2 separate regions of the Mus musculus genome follow, and region 1 is linked to region 2. The links are chromatin contacts, called in public Hi-C maps. All regions are on one chromosome and are shown on one strand. The core of a region is the stretch at or near the end of the contact, and the rest is flanking DNA. Distances in the headings are between cores, read along the strand shown. Region 1 has its middle 120 kb from the start of Gm44689. Region 2 has its middle 21 kb from the start of Gm39032.

Evidence for each region. A called contact is a pair of places that touch in the nucleus more often than the background predicts.
Region 1: a Hi-C map of uterus shows a contact between it and region 2, with 5 times the contacts expected there. The contact joins two enhancer-like sites. A contact is called at or near these places in 5 of 484 Hi-C or Micro-C datasets (nephron progenitors and uterus).

Annotation. Positions count from the first base shown.
Region 1 is chr7:71,581,450-71,586,465 of GRCm38.p6, reverse strand. No RefSeq gene overlaps it. Among named protein-coding and RNA genes, the nearest start is that of Gm44689, 120 kb to the left of the region's middle. Within about 2 kb of position 2,560, at least 11 of the 459 cell types and tissues checked have an H3K27ac peak or open chromatin away from gene starts, as enhancers often do. A contact at or near this core is called in uterus, where this site is marked.
Region 2 is chr7:70,820,707-70,826,056 of GRCm38.p6, reverse strand. No RefSeq gene overlaps it. Among named protein-coding and RNA genes, the nearest start is that of Gm39032, 21 kb to the right of the region's middle. Within about 2 kb of position 3,611, at least 40 of the 459 cell types and tissues checked have an H3K27ac peak or open chromatin away from gene starts, as enhancers often do. A contact at or near this core is called in uterus, where this site is marked.

The DNA of each region.
Region 1 (5,016 bases), core at 1,311-3,810, 760 kb before region 2:
CACTGTGCAAGGAAGACATCATCTTTTATTGTTTCTTCATCTTACTGTTCACCGGCTGTTCAAGGAAGTTTTGTAGCGTGTGGAATGACAGAAATCTTCCATAAGTGACCTAATATGTCAACCTATATCAAGCTCTAAAGATCATTGGCACATCACCTTCCAGGTTTTAATAGAGTCATAGGCAAACATATAATGCGTTGTAGTAGTCATCTCTATCTAACACACTTCCTCCAAATTCGTATGATAGCAGAAAGTAGAGCACCATATCTCTGCCCACCTTGAAGGACACTTTCTCAGCCCTCAGAAAGATGGGTCAGATGGAACCTCAACACACAGTGCACAGTAAATACCCACTGAGGCCATTCTTTGACTGTGACTTGAAAAAGCTGGCTCCAGGCATTTCATGGCTGAAGTTCATAATTTCTTATAGCTCCATAACGAATTCAAGGCAAGGAGCCCAAAGGTCTTAATTCTAACCTAAGAAAGGTGTCTTAGTATCATTCTTTTTTAATAAAAATGAGCAAACCCAACATACATCATAAATATAAGAGTTAAAATTAAGGAGATCCTGAGAACACAAGGAGAGTGAGTATAGAAGTGGCCAAAGAAAGTCCCAGATAGGGCTCTTGATGTAGGGGCAGCTACCTTAATGTCTTCCCTGGCTGGGTAAATGTAAATGGGAGTTGGTGTATATGCAGAACTTATTTTAGGAATGGGTAGGCTATGGCGTATGAAAGAACCTTGAAGCATGCCTTCCGTGCACAGGACTCAACTTTCAGTTGGCTTTGGTGTCCTGTGCACTATCTCTCTGCTGCTGTTTTCTAATGGAGGAAATACAGTTCACTGTTTCATCTGGGAAAGCCACAGAGGTCAACTGGGTTTCCAGCCAGAATCATCTCCAAAGGTCATAAACATATGTCAACTTATGGTTGGCCAGAATCCTTCATCTAGAAACGAACCAGTTGATGTAGCTGAGTGTCAAGACCATCTCCAGAACCAAGATGTGATCATTTTCTTCTTCTTTTAAAAACTATCTCTTCAGGATTATGGATAGCTTTTATTGAACCATTTATCTTCTTTCAGTGTTCCCTTGCCTTACCATAAGTAGTCCTTGTCTTGCGAGTCACACTGGCTGGTCCTCATCTATGAAATCCCAAGCCTGTGTCCAGAAACAGCTGAGGAAGTGACAACAACACTGGAATTGGAACCTTCATACCACTATGGAATGAACTGTGTCCAAATGCCTGGGCCACAGGTCTCTGCAGTAGCTAAGTTTGGCCTGATCTGGCTGTTTGCTTCTTTAAACTTTTTAAAATTTTGCATTTCAGAATGAGAAGCAATTATCCAGACAGGGAAAGAAAGAAAACTCCCTCTGCCTGATTCAGGGCTGTTTTTCCAACACTATAGACAAAATGATGAAGTTCTAATCATTTCCTTGCCTAAGATCACATGCATCCACTTAACACGAATAGATTGTAACGATGCAAATATAACTAAGGGCACCTTGAGTTGAAGATGGACCCACATCTAGACTGAAACGCAGTTATGCCACCAGCTGAGCTCTGAGACTTTATCTCCGGTCCGAGCACCCTGTGCCTTGTAAGCTATGTAACCAAGGAAGAGCAGTGACAGATCAAATGAAGACAGATGAACCCCCTCCTCCAGGGAGTGGGGAGTGAATTGCTCTGTTTATGGACACCATAAATTATGGCTTCCTCCATTTTCTGATAACCTGTGGTCAAGGTAAGAATGCCCATCTCATTGATAAAAGTTGGCTTGTTCACCCAGAGACAGGGCATCCTGTTTATATGCACATATAAGCGAGCACTAAGCTGAGTTTCCTACTGATTTTCTGGATGGACTAAAGGAAAAACCAAACACTTCAAAGCACCTTCTTCCCTTAAGCTGAAAAACAACACACTCTCAAAAGGTATCTAACATTTCAATGGAGCACTAAAAGTCTCCTTTAGAGAATTATGATGGGAAATTTCTTTTTTTTTTTTTCTCCCTCAGACATAGCTGCTTTTGAAATGTGTAAGGAGAATCAAGGAAGCTACCAAAACTATGATGAATTGATTCAATTAACCTAGGCATCTTGGCTTTGACCTAGTCACTGTAACAGTCTCAAACTCTGGAGTACCCCTGTCTCACAGTATAGGGTTGCTTTCTTCTGACTATAACACACACACACATACACACACACACACACACACACACACACACACACACACACACACACACATAGGGCATTCATGCACACACCCAAACACATTCTCTCTTACACAGATATACCAACTGTAATAGTATTTTTAATTGAAAAGCATAAATTTGGACTGCTAAATCTATTAACGATTTGTTTTAATTAGGAACCCAGCTGCTTCCTGAGTTTTTGCAGTCTGGGGTTCAGAACTTCTGCCATACTGAGAATGAGTCTCAAGTGGGTTGCTTCAGCCTTCCAGATCAGCATTTTTAAAGACTTGTTGGAAGGAGGAACTGCATAAGCTTCTGGGCTATAAAATCCCAGCTGCATTTGTCCTTGGGTGGGGATGGGAATGGTTTGTTAGTGTAGCCAGAGACCCAGCCCTGACCTCTGCTTTGGCCCTGTTATAGCCATCAGGCAGCCTGATCTCTATCACTCTACTTGAGTTCTTGCCAACTAGATGCAGAGATGAGCCATTGTAGTTGATTACGTGGTTCAAACTTAGACTGCCACCAGTAGAGGAAGCTGCTATTTAATTGAAGTTCAAAGCATCCAATAGGACTGGTCATTTTGTTTTGTTTTAACACAGAGGAGGTTTAGAAAGTAGTTCAGTACAAATACACTCAGTAGAGTTTGAAGGACAGAATGTTCTTTTGGGAAACTGTTTTCTTATGCCAAGGCCAACATTAAGAGGAGCACAGAATATTTTGCTCATCAATGAGTAAATTCATTATTATGTTTATTCACTTTTTTGTCCAGGTTTTAATTCAATCTTTACTCATAGCCTTCAAAGTCAAATATGTGGTACTAGAAACATGAAGAAGACTAAGGCATTCCTTTGCTTAGGGAGTTAGAGTTTAACGAGAGAAACCTAGAATATGAAAGGATGAATATAGAATGGAGTGGGCACTGGTCCAGGAGGACACAGAATACAATAATAATGGTGTTTGGGGTTGAGCCATTGTCTGGCGACTGAGTCTATAGTTGGATAAACATGACTAAGGGAAGTATGGGTAGATTAAGGAAAGGATAGACACCGGGGTAATTATCTGAGGAAGGAAGACTGTCTTTTACAGCCCTATGAAGAAAGGCTTTCATAAAAATTACATGGTCAAATTGGAACCCGGAGAAGCTGGGCATGGGGAGGTCAGGTGAGGCTAGCTATGGGAGATAAGAAGCACAGACTTTATTATCAAGAAGCCACTAGACTGAGTACAAGAAAATGTCAGTTCAACATGAGAGGAAGTTCAGTTGAGAAATTATTTACCCAATGGTGAGGATACATAAACAAGCACAGAAAAATACACTTGAAGAGACTGATATTAAGGAAATGTCTCTAAGAAGCCAAACTTATGACAGGTTAGAGATAATTAGGAAAGAGAGTGGCAGGTCAAAGATGCTCACAGCTGTGTCAGTTTGGCAACGATTGAAGAAAGAATAATAGACACTGTATTCCTGAAGAGGAGTAGCCATGCTACAATGGGAAGAAGGGAGTCCTTGCAAACTGATGGGTGAAGATGGGTTGTAATGGATTACTTGCTTGATAATTGAAAAAAATCACCCAGAGATTCCATATGCCAATGTAGAGAACACAACGTAAAAGATTGAACTAGAACATGCCAGAATTTCTACAAATTCAATCATAGAAGGGAAGTTTCAAAAATAATGTATTTGATTTTAAATGGGCTTCATTAATTCATTAATGTATTATCAATTAACTTATCAAGAAAAATTCTTTTAACATTTAATATAATGGGAAATAACTAGGGATCAAGAAGCGATAACGCATGGTCTATAGGGGTAAAGTAGCATCCACAGTAGCCCACGATTTTATAGTTTGAGAAAACTTTATTAGAACACACATCTATATTGATTCAGTTAAATGTTGCCTATGGCTATTTTGATGTTCAGTGGCTCAGATGAGAAGGTAATTGTAGAGATTGCCTGATTCAAAAAGCTATGTAGGAGAACAGCAGAAGATGCTCCCTCTAACAATCAAAGAAATGGGAAAGCCAATGGGAATATATTTACCTGAATTAGGAAATTGGTATGGTTCTTCCTGTGTCACTGAACCAACTTGAAGAAGGATGCTTAAAATGTTTTAGTAGAATATTTGTTCACTCCATCCACCTGTTGCCGGCACATGAAGGTAAATGGTGCATGAATGGCAAGGAATAGTCAGTACTGGAGTGTGGATGGCCTATGGAAAGGGTCACTGGAACCCACAGACCTAAAGCAAGGTCGGGGAACCCTAAGGAGCAGCCACAGGAGGGCAGCAAAGTCACATGATGTTAAAAATAGCTCCTTGGGAGCAAGAGAGGCCAGCAGTGTGCCTATTTAAAGAATTATCTGGAATTTAGTGTAATGCAGCCGAAGATCCAATGGGAGTTGCTTTAGCATGACTAATAGTTTCCCCTGGATCAAATTAGGAAGTACTCAGAAATAAAACTTTGCACTTGAGAGAATCCACATATTTGAAAACAAGAGAGAACTTTGATTATCAGATGATGTGTCAGTTAGTTCCTGGAGAAGGTGTGTGTATGTCCACTTAAATAATGAATGTCCCCATTTTATCTGAGTCCTTCAGAAAATGGCATAAGCACACTACCACCATAATCCTGCAGTGAAAACAAAATCTTCTTATAATTATTTTACAGCAACAGTAGACATTGGACATTGAGAAACAGCATCTTTCTTTCTCTCTCTCTTTCTTTTTTCTTTTTTTCTTTCTTTCCCTTCTTTTATTTCTATCTGTCTGTCTGTCTTTCTTTCTCCCCTCCACCACATTTACTTATTTTGTGCTCTGCTCTTGCCAA
Region 2 (5,350 bases), core at 2,362-4,861:
GGTGTGATCAGAAGTGTCAGATGCTACAGGGTCCATTTTACTATGTTCACTACTTCTAGTAAAGGTCTATGAATCTGCACTCTGGGTCTGACCCCACCCTCTTTCCTTTGTTCATTGCAACATCTAATCCTTGCCAAAGTAACACTGTGTCTTGTAAATCTACGACCTCATGAACTATAAGTCAAACTTTTGGCTTAATGTAACATTTGCTTAAAAAATGAAAGAAAGGAAAGGAAAGGAAAGGAAAGGAAAGGAAAGGAAAGGAAAGGAAAGGAAACAAAAGAAAAGAAAAATCCACTGCCAAAGAAACTACCTAAACCTTCCTGGAATACTTACATATGCTTATTGAAAGAATGCTTTCAAATCTGGGTATACCAGTTGTCCCAACACTACACTCATGTGTGTGTGTGTGTATATATGTCTATGTATGGATTTACCAACATAGATGAAAATAAGATGTAAGTATCTAACACTTATTTTTATATCCATAAAATTTGACTCACTTACTTTTCCTCTCTAAACAGTGATGTCAATTGCTTTCATTTCTATTGCTGATCCAAAAGATGTTATTGCAAACTCGGGTAGCCAGAGTGCTGCTCGGTCATAGACATGTACCCTGCCTACAGAAGGCTCTGCTCAGTGGGGAAGAGAAGAACTACAAACCATCTTGCTGGATTCCTTAGTTTGTTACAAAACGTTGGGTAGAGTTGGCCTGCTCCTGAGTCCCGTTCAGGAGTCTGGCTCACCATGTCCTCTGACTTTTCATCTCCTTCCACTCCTTCCCACACCTGTTCTGTTCCTAATGATTAAAGCCTGCTCACTTGCTCACTTTGGTTCCTGTTTTGTTTTGTTTTTCTCCCCTAAGGCATTAACAACCTCCCTGTCCCTTTTGATGCTGCAGTTTCTAATGTATACACATGTGCAGGGACTGGCAGCTATCAGACCACTAAGAGCTGGAAAACAGCGCTCATCCGGCACCTTCTGCTGCAGATGCAGACTGGTTTCAGGATGTTACAATGGAAGATGCTTTGGGACTGCATCAATCCAGCGTTCTTTAAGTCTTTGCACTGAGTACTGGTTTGTAACCACATATTCACTTGTTCGGTCTTTGTTACAGGTGAAGTGGATTCGTCTCTCTCTTTCTCTGCTTTGCAGAAGATAAAACTGTTCAAGTATATCACGAATCTTGATGCAAACTTTTCATCTGAGCCTTTAGACAGCCAGGTGTCAAGCATTACAGTGCATCGCTGTAGGTAGGAAACAATTACAAGCAACATGCAAGAGAATAGTGATACTCAAAACTACTAAGCAATGTGCTTTCGCTAGATGGTCAAACAGATTATCAGTCAACACTCCTTGACTCCGTCAGTTATAGACACAAATCCAAACCTGTGTTTATGCAGGATTACCACTTTATATAGCAGGCCTGGCTTTTAAAATCTCCCAGGTGGGACACTTGAACACGCCAGTTGTGGTTGACTTTCCCCATGGAAGATGGTGCTAATATTGAGAATGGAGCACTAGAAATGGAGTTCTTCTTTCTGAAAACTCATGGCTTCGATAGAAGCTCAAAGCCAGAATGCTCAGAGCTGCATAATCAGATTTGATTCTGGTGTGGGATCCCTTGGTTTCTCAGCATCATCTCTGTTACTCCTTCTCAGCAAGCCAAATTAAAGCACACAAGCCCCTCTCTCCAAGTCAAGTGTAGAGATGTCGCAGCAACTTATTGGATACCAGGTTCCCTCTCACAGTATATTGACAGCTTCTGATACCCCACACCACCAGCTCAACATTCTTCCTATGAAATGAATAATACTTACCTGGTAGCGAGTCTGTGTTTTTCCTAGAGCCCCTCATATGAAATTGCTCCTTAAGCCCAGACAGGTAGAAAATGAAGCAGATACGCTTTCTTCTCTTTCTCTCGGAGACTTCCACGTGAGCTCCATAAGTTAAATTTCAAATTCAAACTAAAGCTTTCCGGTTCAAATTCTGTTTCCTTTCAAGTCAAATTTAACATCTTTATGAAGATAAAGTAAAGGCTTAAAGATTATCCAAAAACTGTACTGAATAATTTGGACATTGAACATGTTTTTTGTTTTGTTTTGTTTTGTTTTTTGTTTTGTTTTGTTTTGTTTTTTGTTTTGTTTTGTTTTGTTTTTTAAAGAAAGAAAAAAAGTAAAACAGAGGTCAATGAGTTAAGTATAAATGGATCCTGTGCAAATGCCTTACATTTTCCTTAATAAACATGTGGGCTTCAATACAAAGGACAGGACCTGACTAGGGAGGAAGAAGCCTTTTTCTGGCCACATTGTGACAAGAGTACTAGGAAACAAAGTGACCTGTGTGCCATACATCCAAAGGGTAACCAAGTTTGCCCATCTTCGGTGACAAAATTATACAGATCAAGAGAGTTAATGATACAGTATGGACAGTGTCTTGATTGAGGACATCAGAGGAACAAATTTCTAGAAGCCCTTTTCTTCCCAGAGATTTAACTTTTCATAAGCAAAACAATTATTTCATTCAAAAAAAAAAATAGAAAACTTCTATCAAAACGTCCTGACTCGGTTTCCTATGGAATATTGAAAGCATGCTATAGGCACAGACGTCAAGTTTGCAGGTTTAACCCCAGGGAGAGAAAATTATAGTTCCCTCCATTTATCCGTGAACCCTGCAGCTGGCAAAGGCTGCACTCTGTTAGTAATTACACCGAACAGATGAGGGACTTTTTAATTTTTTTTTATTTTGACCTGCAGTTAAACAAAATTTGCTTGTTTTATTTTTGGTTAAAAATGATGAAGCAGCAGCGACCCCGGTTTCACCCCGGAGCTGTTGATTTTCCCCCCCTCCTTCGTAATTTGTTTCAGACTACGAGTGCACGGGGTTTCATTTTAGTGGGAAACGTTCGCTGCCAAGACCTTCAGGGGTTTTATCTGCAGTTTATTTTGTTAACTACGAGTTTAAGGTTGTTGTGAACTCTCCTCCTCCTCCTCCTCCTCCTCCTCCTCCTCCTCCTCCTCCTCCTCCTCCTCCTCCTCCTCCTCCTCCTCCTCCTTCTCCTCCTTCTCTCCTGTTTTCCTTTCAAATTTCCCAACCAGAAAAGTTTGTCTTCAGCTTGAGAAAACATATTGAAGGTAGAAGGGAAGGAAGAATGAGTTCCGGAGAAGTCAAAAAAATCAACGAAGGACTGAAGCCAAAGGGAGAAAAATAATAAAACGGAGCAACTGAATTCGCTGCCATAAAGGTTTAGTGCGCTGTCCACACTCAACTCCCACCCTTCCCCCTTGTAATTCAGATTTAACACTAATAAAAGAGGGGAACTAAAGATAATTGGCTAGAGTCAAGCATTGAATATCAGGCATTTCACAGGATGACCCAGCTAGGCAACTGCAGCTGAGCGCATTTTAACTTACGAGTCCAGAACAAAAAACAATGGTTCATGAGGCAGAAAGAATGTGCTACAACACCCTGTTGCCCTCGCTGGTATTTATAAAGTTTTGGCAAAATTTCATAACAAATTTCAAAATAATGTGAAAGTGGCCTGTTTCCGGTTTCTGCCATGCTCCATGCCTGTCATGGGGATGTTGCGGTCAGGGCAAGTGGCCAAGGATTTGCCTGGCAACAGAAATGGAACAGGCCGGCTGCTACTAATCCTCACGTTTGTACAGTGCTTTTTCTACTTTGTGTTTCAAAGAACTTACGCATAGACCCCAGTCTTCAATCCCTCCAACAAGCCTGGTAGGCCAGGCTGATTTGATTTTGCAGATGATGAAGCCAAGATTGTAAGAGATGATGGATTTGATCAAGGGCACAGAGAGAACAAGAATGACCGTAGAAAATTAAACCCACTTTTCTGACTTAGACCAAAGAACCGTCTATTAGTAGTCTATTGTGGGATAAGGACACTAAAGCCATTTATTGGCTTGCCTTCCCCTCCTCTTCCATTCTCTATAGGGCTTCTGCTGTCCATCCCTATGGTCACCCAGGAACCTGAGGATCCTCTCCAAACAGACTGTAGACGAGAGTGGACCTCCACAGGGTATAGCATAGCTAATTTGTCTAAGCCTAGCACACCTTTCCGTAGACAGGGCTGGCTCTCACTTGCTCACCCAATAGTTAAATAACTTAAGCCAATGTGAAATATTCAGGGGGCAACAGCATCATTGCTGTCTCTGAAATACAAAGTAAGCCAGCCATTCAATAAGATTTAGCCCAGTATTTATCTCCGCTCATGGTCACATGTATTTTTGCTGGGTTGAAAATATTCCCTGTCCTGTGGGCACTGTGTCTGAAGGCTGCTCAGCATATTGTAAAGAGTAAAAAGAAATACTTGGACTGTCAACTTCAGGTGTGCTAGTTAACGCCACCAAATCTCTGCATCTTTTCTATGGAATTACCCATCTAATCTTTAAGGGATCGGTGTGAGGATGAGATTGGCCCACACAAGTGTCTATAAAGAGTTGGTGCTGCTGTTCTCATTGACCCAATCATTTGAACTCGGGATGTAACTTGCATGGAGGCAAACGGTACAAAGTTGTGTGATGCTGTGATGCAGGCTTTTATCACCAAAGCAACTGACCTGACCTGCCAGTGATGGGATGTGATGGCTCCAGCCTGCACGCGAAGCAAGCACTACTAAATTTCTTCAATATACTATTTCATTTAATCCTCCCCATAACCAGGACTGGAGAATTAAGCAATTATATAATTACACAGCAAATAGATCAACTCAGATAGCCAAACTGAGTAATTAGGACTGAAAACATTATTAACTGAGTTTGTAAATGAATCCTTCAGGTACTTATCTTAACTCTCTGTGTCTCTTTGTTCACTGCAAATTATCAGCCTAGGATAATTTATTCGGTTAATTTAATTGGCACTAGGGTCCAACCAGATAATTCAAGCCTAAATTATTCACATTGTCTTTCAAATGATCTCAATGTTAAAACAAGATTCACACTTCCCTTCGACTCTATCTGTAGTGTTTCATCTAGCACAGGGCAATCTATGACACTACACCGGAAAATCTTGAGTGTGTTTTCTACCTAACTTGTCCCATTAGGGGATAGAAGCAAGGATTTAAAAAAAAAAAAGTCCTAGCTTTTGACAGATCAGTGGACTTATTAGAGAAATTCAGTGTTTGATTTAGGCTGAGTATTCCCTACACAAAATACTTGGAATGGGAATTATCTTGTAATTTGGCCTTTTTTAAAAAATTTTTTGAAATATTTACATATGCATGAAGAGATACCCTGGCAATGAGGTACAAGTCTAAACATGAAATTAATTTCTGTTTCCTGCGTACCATATCCACATGCTCTGAAAATAATCTTACATAGTATTTTCTCAA